2 separate regions of the Zea mays genome follow, and region 2 is linked to region 1. The links are chromatin contacts, called in public Hi-C maps. All regions are on one chromosome and are shown on one strand. Each heading gives the region's core, a stretch centred on a gene start, on an enhancer-like site or on the middle of the called end of the contact. The rest is flanking DNA. Distances are from core to core; before and after follow the strand shown.

The links. Hi-C and Micro-C count contacts between places; a contact is called where the count stands out from the background.
Region 2: a contact with region 1 is called in a Hi-C map of endosperm, with 4 times the contacts expected there. The contact joins the promoter of LOC103650550 here to the enhancer-like site in region 1. A contact is called at or near these places in 6 of 25 Hi-C or Micro-C datasets (bundle sheath, ear, endosperm and 3 more).

What each region holds. Positions count from the first base shown.
Region 1 is chr3:129,747,767-129,753,014 of Zm-B73-REFERENCE-NAM-5.0, reverse strand. LOC103650547 (protein MODIFIER OF SNC1 1) reads right to left here. Exons shown (of 9, transcript XM_008676125.4): 2 at 1,227-1,307; 3 at 1,093-1,137; 4 at 614-977; 5 at 445-526; 6 at 1-73. Among protein-coding and RNA genes, the nearest start is that of LOC103650547, 6.8 kb to the right of the region's middle. Within about 2 kb of position 2,219, at least 2 of the 20 cell types and tissues checked have an H3K27ac peak or open chromatin away from gene starts, as enhancers often do. A contact at or near this core is called in endosperm, where this site is marked.
Region 2 is chr3:130,304,675-130,309,922 of Zm-B73-REFERENCE-NAM-5.0, reverse strand. LOC103650550 (serine/threonine-protein kinase EDR1) reads left to right here and starts at 2,869. Exons shown (of 13, transcript XM_008676128.2): 1 at 2,869-3,828; 2 at 4,642-5,083. The coding sequence starts at 3,425.

The DNA of each region.
Region 1 (5,248 bases), core at 970-3,469:
AGGCTCTTCACTTGTTCACCTTGCGACACCTCTTTACCCAAACTAGAAGTTGGGCGCCCTTTCGAACTATGCCCTGGAATAAAAGAAGACGTGTAAAGAGAACTCCTCTTATATGCAAACTAAGTAGATGAAACTAGCAATTGTAACTAAAAAATATACGGACAAAAACAAATTGGCCTAAATAATTTACCAATGCTAGCATTTATATCTAGCACATATGTAAGTAGGTGAAACCGGCCATTGTAATTCAAAAATATACGAACAAAAAACAAAATTACCAAATAATTTACCATAGCATTTATATCTAGCACATATGTAGATATTCAAGGCAGCTCAGAATTTAACATACTAAATATAAAAACTATAAACCCAAAGAAACAATATGGTAGGGGCAAATAGCTTGAAAACATAAAAACTATAGAGCACACTTTATGTTGCACATACCTCGTTGACTGTTTGCTTCAGAGCCAAGCGTTGGGAAATCACCAGTACTTAATGTGAACCCAGGCCCACGTGATGAAGATTCCTACACAGTTAAAATATGTATATGTGAACTGAATAATGTATTGGATTAAACCCTGATCTAGACCCAGTTCTATGTCTGCAGCATTACCGATCTATCAATAGTCCTTATCGATGCTTTCACATTATCTGAAGCATTATCCGCAAATCGAGAAATTTGTGAACTTCCAGGTCTTGTTTCCGCACTTTGGGGACGATTTGTGGCCATTGGTAGATGAGATGATGGAAATGTGCCTGATGCTGAAGATGGGCGAGAATTTGCACCCCAAGCATTGGGTGAACCAAGTGATTCACTTCCAGCTGTTGATGGCCTTGAGCCTCCGCCAGAGGTGGGCCGGACATTGAAGTGACTAGATGAAGTGGAACTTCCATCGTTCTTGGAAGACAGAATTGATGAGGAACTCCATGCGTTTGGTGTTGTAGATGGTGCTTTGCTGCCCCAGGTGTGGGTGCCCCTAACATTGAAACAATAACATCATGACACAGTAATTATGAGAGACCATTAAGACCATCCTAAACCTTAGAATTTTGAATCATATGAGCAGTTAGGAAACAAGGATGCATACTTACTTTGGAACCAGTTCCAGATTGGGATCAAGACCATTGTTTTCCAACCTAAATAAAAAATAACAAAAGCAATCCACATATAGGAGAAGTATATAGAATTAACGATTTGCTACCAATAGCAATAGGAAAACTGTTACCTCTGACTTGGTAAATTAATCGGTTTTGGGACTTTTCCCAGAACAGTCATACTAGATTTCCTTGCAGGAGTAGCACCCCATCTGAAGGAAACCATAAAGAACAATTGATTATGCAAGTACAAAGACAACCTTTTGCAATCGGTACAACCAAAAAAAATGTACCAATACAAATTACAAATACGAAATATCCCACTAAATGACATCACAAAATAAGGCCGTTCATAATAAGGAAACGAATTAATCAGCAGGTGCAACAGAAGAATTGTTATAGGTGGGACAAAATCCAGGAAACTAAGTTATGTTCAGAAGCTTTTGAGATAACTAGCACATGGCTAGTTCTGGATGGGTCAAGATACTTTGCCTTATCGCTTCAATTGTTATGTGTACATGCAATTGTTAGAATAGGATGCGTTTGTATATCAGGCTACAGCAATATCAGATCAGGGGTACACACGGTTGTTCTATAATAGAGGAAGGCTGGCAATCGGGCTCTGGTCTGATCTGTAAAAAAACTACTTCTACCGCTTATTCCTCTGCACTCTTGCCGTCAATTGTTGCTGCGGATCGCCTAATTGGTACTGGCCCTCGCCGTTGTCACTCTCAACGCCTTTGGTAGCTTGACTGGCTTCATCTTGCTTCTGTTGCACCTGCCAGTTCTGTCGGCTCTGTGTTAGCTGATTCGCCCATGTCTTTTGCTGAGTGGCATCATCGTCTGGGTCATCTTTGTGGCTCTCGTTTGTCTACCTTGATTCGTTATGGTCTCCTAAATTCAGTTTTAGGTAATGAGTTCTGGGTCATCTTTGTTAGCTCAGTGTCAGGTTTGTCGATTGGGCAAAAAGATTCAGCTTACTTATCATTCTAGTGAATCTGTGTCTGAGCGTCCTTTTGATCTTGTTCACTCAAATGTATGGGGCCTGGCTCCCTTTGCTTCAAAAGGGGTCATCAATCTCTTTGTACTCACTGTAGGCGTCCACAGCCCATGGTTCTGCCAACCGCTGACGCCTCCCTCTCCTCTCCGCGACTGACGCCTTCCTCTCCGCGACTGATGCCATTGCCTCTGTCTCCTCCGCCCCATCCGCGCCCCTTCCATCCTCTCCGCGACGGGCACGGACGCGCTCCCTCTCCTCTGCCCCACCTCGCGACTCCATCCGCGCCGCCATCAACGGACGCCTCCGCCCCATGCCCCCATCCGAGCCCCTTCCAATCCGAGCATCTTCGGCGGCCGCAGTTCTGTTATATTCTGGGATCTCGCTAAACCCCCAAATTACACAGCCCGTACGAATCTCCGCTCGCCATGGACGTTGTGGCATCATCCCAGAACTCCGAAAAACCCTAGCATTGCCATCGCTAACCCGCCATCGCCGGAGATGGAGGCTACAACGGAGGCGCTCACGCAGGAGGTCCTTCGCCGGTGTCGGCGCCGCGCGGCCCGACTAGCTGGTAGGTGTGTACCGCCGGCTCTACTGGGCCATGGCCGAGGAGGTGCGCGCGCGGCACAAGCAGTACGTCTGGGATCTCGCCCGGAGCCCATTGGAGGCAGAGCAGCCGTCGGCGCCTCCTGGAGGTCCCGTCCCGGCGGCGGACGGGGAGCCGCCGAAGCCGGCACCGGTGCTGAGGAGGTGCGCGCGCGACACCGGCAGTACGTCCGGGATCTCGCCCGGAGCCCACTGGAGGCAGAGCAGCCGCCAGCGCCTCCTGGAGGTCCCGTCCCGGCGGCGGTCGGGGAGCCACCGAAGCCGGTACCGGTGCCGAGGAGGAAGAAATGCGGGTTCACAGGGTGCAAGGTGCGGCACCCGTGTGGCTGGTTGGCCCTTCGGCATCGCCGTCCGCGCGCCGGTCAACCGCTCCACGCTCGTGCTCCCCTTCCCTCCCCACCAATACCAGCACCTGTAGATCCAGCTCAGCACGACAGCTTAAGACCAGTCTCCTTCTGCTTCCTCCCTCCCTTGTCCCTTCCTTCTTCGTCTGGCGTTCCCGTTCCCTGCCACCTCGCCCGCTCTCCTCCCCAGGAGTAGAGGGACTGCTGCTTTGGGCGTGGTGCGGCCCCCAGATCTGGGCGTGCGGGCGGAGGGCGGGATGAAGTCGTCGCTGAGGAGTCGGCAGGAGCCGCGGCGGGTCAGCAACGGCGTCATCATCAGCGCCATGCTGCTGTCCCTCTGCGTCCTCAGTTTTGTCAAGGCCAGATACTGCGCCACCCCCCTCGGTGTGTTGTGTGCGTCATCTTTCCTCCGCCTGTCAGTAGAAGTGGAGATGGTGGGGACTGCTTGCGGAGCTTCCTTCGCTGACGCTGCTGTGGTTCGTGCAGGCAAGGCCGAGGACCAGCTCGAGGAGCAGATGAACGCCAGCATCCGGATGCAGCCGGAGGAGTCGTCGCCGGCCAGGACGCTCGGAGGACTGTCTTCTGCTATGCTCTGCTCTTATATGACTGCTTCCCGCAGACCGCCTGTGAGTTCGCCAATCCCATTCCTTGCCATACGCATACGAGCTACCCGCGTGAGTTCTTTTTTTCTTATTTAGTTTTCAATGATTTTCATTGTTGGAATGGGATTGGAGATGCCAAATGTTTCGTCTAGATATAGTGTATTGTACTAGGATAGATATCTGTGTAGGAGCACTAGATGCATGCTGCATGATTCTTGCGTTTTCTGTAATTTCTAAATTTCCCTCACTAGATCTAGCTAAGTACGTGCTTTTGTTTTGCTTCTGTAGACAGTGTTAGTGAGGTTGAGGCTCTATTCGAGCTGTTCAAGAGCATAAGTGGTTTGGTGATTGATGATGGCCTGATCAGGTATATTCTATTGGTCGCCTCTGTATTCCTTATCATATTGCCAGTTTTGGGTATGAACATCAAATATGCTCAGTAGCCATGTCATCGTTTAGCTCTCCTTGCTGATTGTAAGACTGGAAACTGAAACTGGTTCCTACAAGTTGTATTTCACAGGCATACCAGATTTTTAGTCTATATACCATACATGTCGCACTCTCTAACATGGACCGGGGCTATGTTTTATTAAATTCTGATTTGTAAGTTTGTGTATTGAATGGTTGTTAATCAATTGAAGTGTCATCATGTTTCCAATCCAACAAAATGTTTATTATATTTATATGACCAGCTATGTTCTGGCTGTTAATCAATTGAACTGCTATCATGTTTTCAATCCTAAACAAACGGACGAGATATATATGTTTCTTTTTTTGCACTGCTAAAGAAAAGTAGATATAAATAAACATGCTCAACATCTGGCTCCAGGTGTAGCAATCCGCTTTGGCAAGCATGGTATCATTGCATCCGTGCAGGCCAAATATTTCATTCCATTGCTACTGTGTATTCGTCTTTATGCTTTACAAAGTAGATTGTGAATTGAGAATCCTTTTCTGAATTCCTTTTAAAAATCTCCAAGTTCAAGTATCTCCTTTACTGTTGACAACCAGATCATCTATTAGATGATGCCAACCGTGCTGGAAGCAAGATTAGGGTGAAAAGGGTTGAGCCAAGCTTCTACACATTTCAATCACTGTTTCCATGTAATCGTTGTGCACTAACGTTTTGCTGAATATTTTGTTGTACCGTTGCAAGGCACGGGCACATACCTAGTATTATATTATTCTTATAGATGATTTTTCTCTCCACACATGGATTTGTTTTATGAAAAACCGTAGTGTGGCTTTATCCATCTATAATCATTTCTCTGCTTTGGTTTGCACTCAATTCGACACATTTATTCGTGTATTTCGTGCTGACTCTGCAAGAGAAAACCTTTCTGGGGCTCTTCGCAAGGTTCTTGCTGCGCAAGGTACGCTTGCTCAGCTTTCTTGTCCTGGTACTCATGCTCAGAACAGTGTTGCTAAGTGCAAGCATCATCATCTTCTTGAGACTGCTTGCGCTCTCATGCTTCTTCTGTTCGCCCTCACTCTGGGCTGAAGTTGTCTCTAGGCTGTCTCTACTGCCACTTATTTGACTAACATTCAGCCTTCGCTCTTTAGGGTGGCATTCCTTTTAAGCGCCTTTAGCAAGATGCTTG
Region 2 (5,248 bases), core at 1,620-4,119, 560 kb before region 1:
ATTCTATCACGACTTCAATACCAATTTATATGATATATACAAACTATACCAAACCACGGACAACTGGTTAGTTAAACCTATTTTTGTGTCCAATTTCAGGGGCAAAGAGGTCAGCAAGTTGTGCTGGAGGGGTAAACCCGGTCCTGTTTGGGAGAACGCATGGGGTGGCTTCTGCTTGTACCTGCATCTTATGCCATGCATGTGGTGCAGCTGAAGCAAATGCTACATGCATGGCAACTGAATGTGCGCCTGTTGTTTTTGCAGGTCGTCGAGCTATGCCTGAGTTCTTAAGGTACTTGATCCTTAATTATGCAAATACTGAACTGACACCATGTTTTTTCTCTCTATCTGTCCTTTTAATTTGTCTCTGCAGCATTTCTGACGACAGGCTGGGGAAGGCATAGCAAGATAGCTGGTTGAACCTCGGATCGGACCCCTGCGTCGCTTTCTCCCCATCGATGGCGACACGCCCATCTCTTTCTCCCCCCCTTGGGCTCGTGACGACGCCTTTGCTGCTTTGACCTTTGAGAGACGCCAGCTGTGTTGCTCGAGATCCAAAGAACACACCTTGTCATTCATGAACAGCCTGTGGTTCGCGGCCCTTTTGGTGTGGCACCAGCTCGTCGAGGGCTCGAGGCCGTGTATAAAAAGGGCCAGAAAAAAGAGTGGCGAGGAGCGGTGCGATGTGTTCTCCGCTGAATCAGATCTGCAGCTGTGGCTAACATCTGACGATGGCTCGTCCTGCATAATTGGACTCGGAGAGATGGGTACTTTACATGGGGATTTGTCAGCCATGCAAATGGGTCAGATTGGCGCTAATGAACAGTAAAAAAAGAATATCATTTTGCCAGTTTATCTGTGTATGTTTCTAAAGGCGTGCGTGCGATTGGAATTGCGATCTGCAAATGTCCTCTTTGCCTGTGTATGTTTCTAAAAGGAAAGCTGGCGTATGTATTTGATTGATCGAGCAAGGGGTGATCCGTGGGCTACTTATATGTTTACAAAAGAATACGATTCATTTACTCATTTTGTTATCAAAACTCTGTCTGTTACTTCTTTCACATGCAAGTGTTATTTGGTTCACGAATTAAATGGCAACGATAATGGTTCACATTTGAGTGACAGTGGTAAATAGATCGGTGTCAGTTTTCAGTGTGATATCTGATTACTGTACGCTATCCATCACGTTACATATTACGTGAACCAAACGGACAGCGCGCTAAGTGTTGAAGCATATCATCCACAAGAAAGAATTGCGTCCGGGAGCAGAACACTACCAAGAAAAAAAAAAGGTTTAGGACTAGTTTGGGAACCACATTTTTCCAAGGGTTTTTCGTTTTCCCAAGGGAAATTAGTTCATTTTCCCTTGGAAAATTGAAAATCCCATGGAAAAATGTGGATGCCAAACTAGCCCTTAATGATTGCATGTGATCCAATGTTTTTGGAGGGAATATACTGTTGCTGAGCGAGGAGTGCAGTATTGGGAAGCCACATGCCAAACTTGACAGCTGAAAGGGATTGGTCCACGGATTGGCTACTTTGGGAGTTCTTTTCCGTCTAAAAATCGTCAACAGAAAATATCAGTACTAGTCTATCTCTATATATGACTCGTGAGTAAAAACCCGCTCATGATTATCTATGGAATTCCAGGTTATTTCGGTGTGCAAGGCCACAACATTATTTCTCATGCTTAACACCGATAAAAAATAAAGTTGTACAACCAGTTGGTGTTTCTGAGAAAAATCCATCGATTGAAACTATAATCAGGACCTGCAAACTTTGGTCCAATTTAAGGCGTAAACACGAACATGGCAGAAAGCTTTGTTTGGAGAAAGGCACAGGGGTTACTAAGTACTAACTACTGTAGTGTTTTTTTTTTCTATCCTTCTCTTTTCTTTCTTTCTTTCTTTCTTTCTTCGTGTTCTTTTTCTCTCCATACTTTTGTGGTGTACTGCAGTCTAGTATCCGATTAAGCATTAAAATCAAGCCAGGGCGTGAAAAAGAGATTAGTCAGAGCTTTACCACATCTCCTTTGTCTTTTACATCTTGCTTGATTATTGGTAGGTAGAGTTAGATATGGGCATGGCTAGATGTTCTGTTGAGAAGTATATACACCACATGAAAAAGGTCACACTAGCAACAAACACAAGGGAAGAAAAAGTTGACCAAAATTTATGGCATGCAAGCATACACTTCCAGACAGTTGAGTGCTAATCAATTGGCACCCACAAAGGACCTACAACAAGAAAAGCAAACCATATAAATGCCCACCAAAAAGGAACTCCAAACTTGCAACACATAGTCATATAGATCTAGACGGTTAAAAGCCAAGAACTAACCATAAATCCATCCTAAAATTGTAGCAACAGTAGGTGATAATAAGAGCTCCTTTGGAACACATAATTTTCTTCACAGAAATTAGTTTAAAAACATAGAAAAACACACAAAATTCGGGAAATATTCTTTTATTCCAGAGTGGCATAAAACGTCTTTGATGTGTAGTAATACACCAACCAATACCAATTCACTAGTTGCTAATATTTTCCCTCGTTACGATACATAGCAAGGGAGGTGACTAGGAACAGAGATAGCGCCTGTTGGCACTGGCAATAAGGTAGGTAGATAGGAACAGGGACAACGCCTGTGTGGATCAACACAACACCCAAGAAAATATAGAAAAGAAATCGAAAAATGGGTACAAAATATGTTGGCAAGGCTCCAAATATCAAACAAAAACTAAGACTAGATGTAAAATGCCACTATAGCAACCTGGCAAACAGCCTCAGCAATTTTTTTATCACCAAGTTCACCAATCACTAGGGAACATTATAAAGAACACCTCATGCTATTTTCACCGGATCTCATATTTCATCTACTATTTAATTTTTTCGTTTTAAACTTAACTGAACAAACAGTATTACAATACGTGGAGACAGTCTCACTTCCCTCCATATTCTATATGACATAACTTTTTTCTCTCTCTATCATTTATTCTACCAATTATTATTACTTGTGTTTATTTTATTCATTCAATCTCCATCCGGATGCGTCATGCGTGTGTGTGACTTGTGAGAGAGACAGATTCCACAGCAATTTGCTCCCCTTCCACGCACAGGTCAAGAACCGCTCCCCAGAAAAGATCGTATTTTTCATCGATTCAACCGGTTTCTGTACGGGAAATCGCTGCTGGAGATCTCAGAGAACCGGAAGCTCGGAGCTTTTGCTCCGTTTGCGTCGAATCTGCCTTGGGAGCGGATAAAGGAGCGGCCTTTCGAGCTCGTCGGAGCCGCCCCTGAGGAGGCGAAAGGGGACGCGGCGGCGGCGCCATCAGCTGTAGGGCGCTCGTGGAAGTCGGTGAAGCCGGTGGTTTGAGGACGAGGTGGCCTCGGTGGTTTCGAGGAAGCCACCCACTGCCGCGGCGGGGATGGACTCCAGCGGGGAGGAACTCCTGAAGAAGATCCGGGAGCTGGAGGTTGGGCAGGCGCAGCTCAAGCAGGAGATGTCCAAGCTGATACCCGGCGCCGTGGAGCGGCGGCGCTCGCAATCCGTCTCGCCGCGGCGCGGCGCGCCGGTGCCACCGCCGACCAAGGCGAAGGCGGGGCCACCAGGTAGGCTGCTGTCCGGGGGATTTGAGGGCGGGCAGCGTGCGTGGGCCCGTGGGTCGGCGTCTTTCCCGCACTCATCGCCGCTGCATCGGGAGGGCCGGGCCACGGGCGCTGGAAATGGTAGCACCAGCGCTAGGCTGCCTGAGAGGCAGTACTCCAGGGTGCTGCAGTCACTGGGGCATTCCGTCCACATTCTTGACCTCGATGGGAGGATCATATACTGGTTAGATTTCTGGCGCTTCACCTTTTTTTACTTGCTTGACTGCAACTTGGGAGATTGACAAACATTCGAGGAAATGCAGTAGTCATGCTGGTTAGATATGTTGATTGTAGTGCCTGAAATGGAGTAAGTGGCCACATATACGAGTTGTGACCAAAATGAAATTTATTTGAACCTCTTGCGATAGCAATCCTAGAATCTTAAGCAATTCTTGTGTGCCATTTTTATCTATCAGTAAACATGCGATAGAGGTTGCAGTGGGATAGTGCAAATGACAATCGGTTACATTGTTGGCACTCTATATAACCCTAGCTCTGTAAGGATGTGCTGTTACATATTATCTTATCGATGCGAAGTAAAAGTAAGGAAATGCTAGATGGGATGCCTAGACTTTAGCTGGTTCTGGTGACGAGCTTGTACCCTAAAGTTCTACTTCTACATTATTGCACATATTGATATAACTAAAATAACATGATAAGGCACTTCCTCTGTAGTTGTTGGTTGCTTGGGGGCCAACATTGAGTCACAAAATGCATCAGGAGCTCCATGCAAGATCAAAATTCGTTTTGAGTTGCATTTCTTATGTAAGTATTGACATAATATGCACTTCACTCATAACAGTCTATTTGTCATTTTTAAATCTTGAATGCTACTTATTTGCCCTTTAATCGGATAAACATTTTGGTTTGAGAAGTTTGTATGCTTTTTAATTTTGCTACATTAGCACAATAGGTACTTCACAAATGCTCTTGGTTCTATTCTGTTCTTGTTTGTGCTTCCCTTTTCACCATATTTTGTCATTTACTTACTACGTAGGAATCAGTCTGCGGAGAATCTGTTTGGCTATCCTGCATCAGAAGCCCTTGGTCAGGACGCCCTCATGCTTCTGGTTGATTCTGGTGATCACAATGTGGTGAATGACATTTTCCGACGTATTTCTATGGGTGAAAGTTGGACTGGGAAGTTTCCAGTTAAGAGCAAACAAGGAGATAGATTTTCAGCTGTTGCCACCAACACACCTTTCTATGATGAAGATGGAAGTTTGGTGGGTATCATTTGTGTTTCAAGTGATTCCCGCCACTTGGAGCAGATATTTTGTAAGCCTCCAACCTCTGCAAGGCCTCAATCAGAATCATCTAGGACATCTTGTGATGGGAGTTGCAGCAACACTAGTCGCAGAATCAATTTGTTGAACAGAAGTCCTTTTGATCCTCAGATACCCCTGCAAAGCACTTTTGCATCCAGGATAACGAATTTGGTAAGATGGTTTTTCATTATATGAAGCAAAAGTTGTAGATGTACCGCTACTTCATTTCCTGAATACATAGCATCTAGCTTAGACAGATATTGTTCTTATATCATGCTGTCCTGCGAATTGATGTGACTTTTATTTCAATGGTCCATTTGTAGTTCAAATATCGTT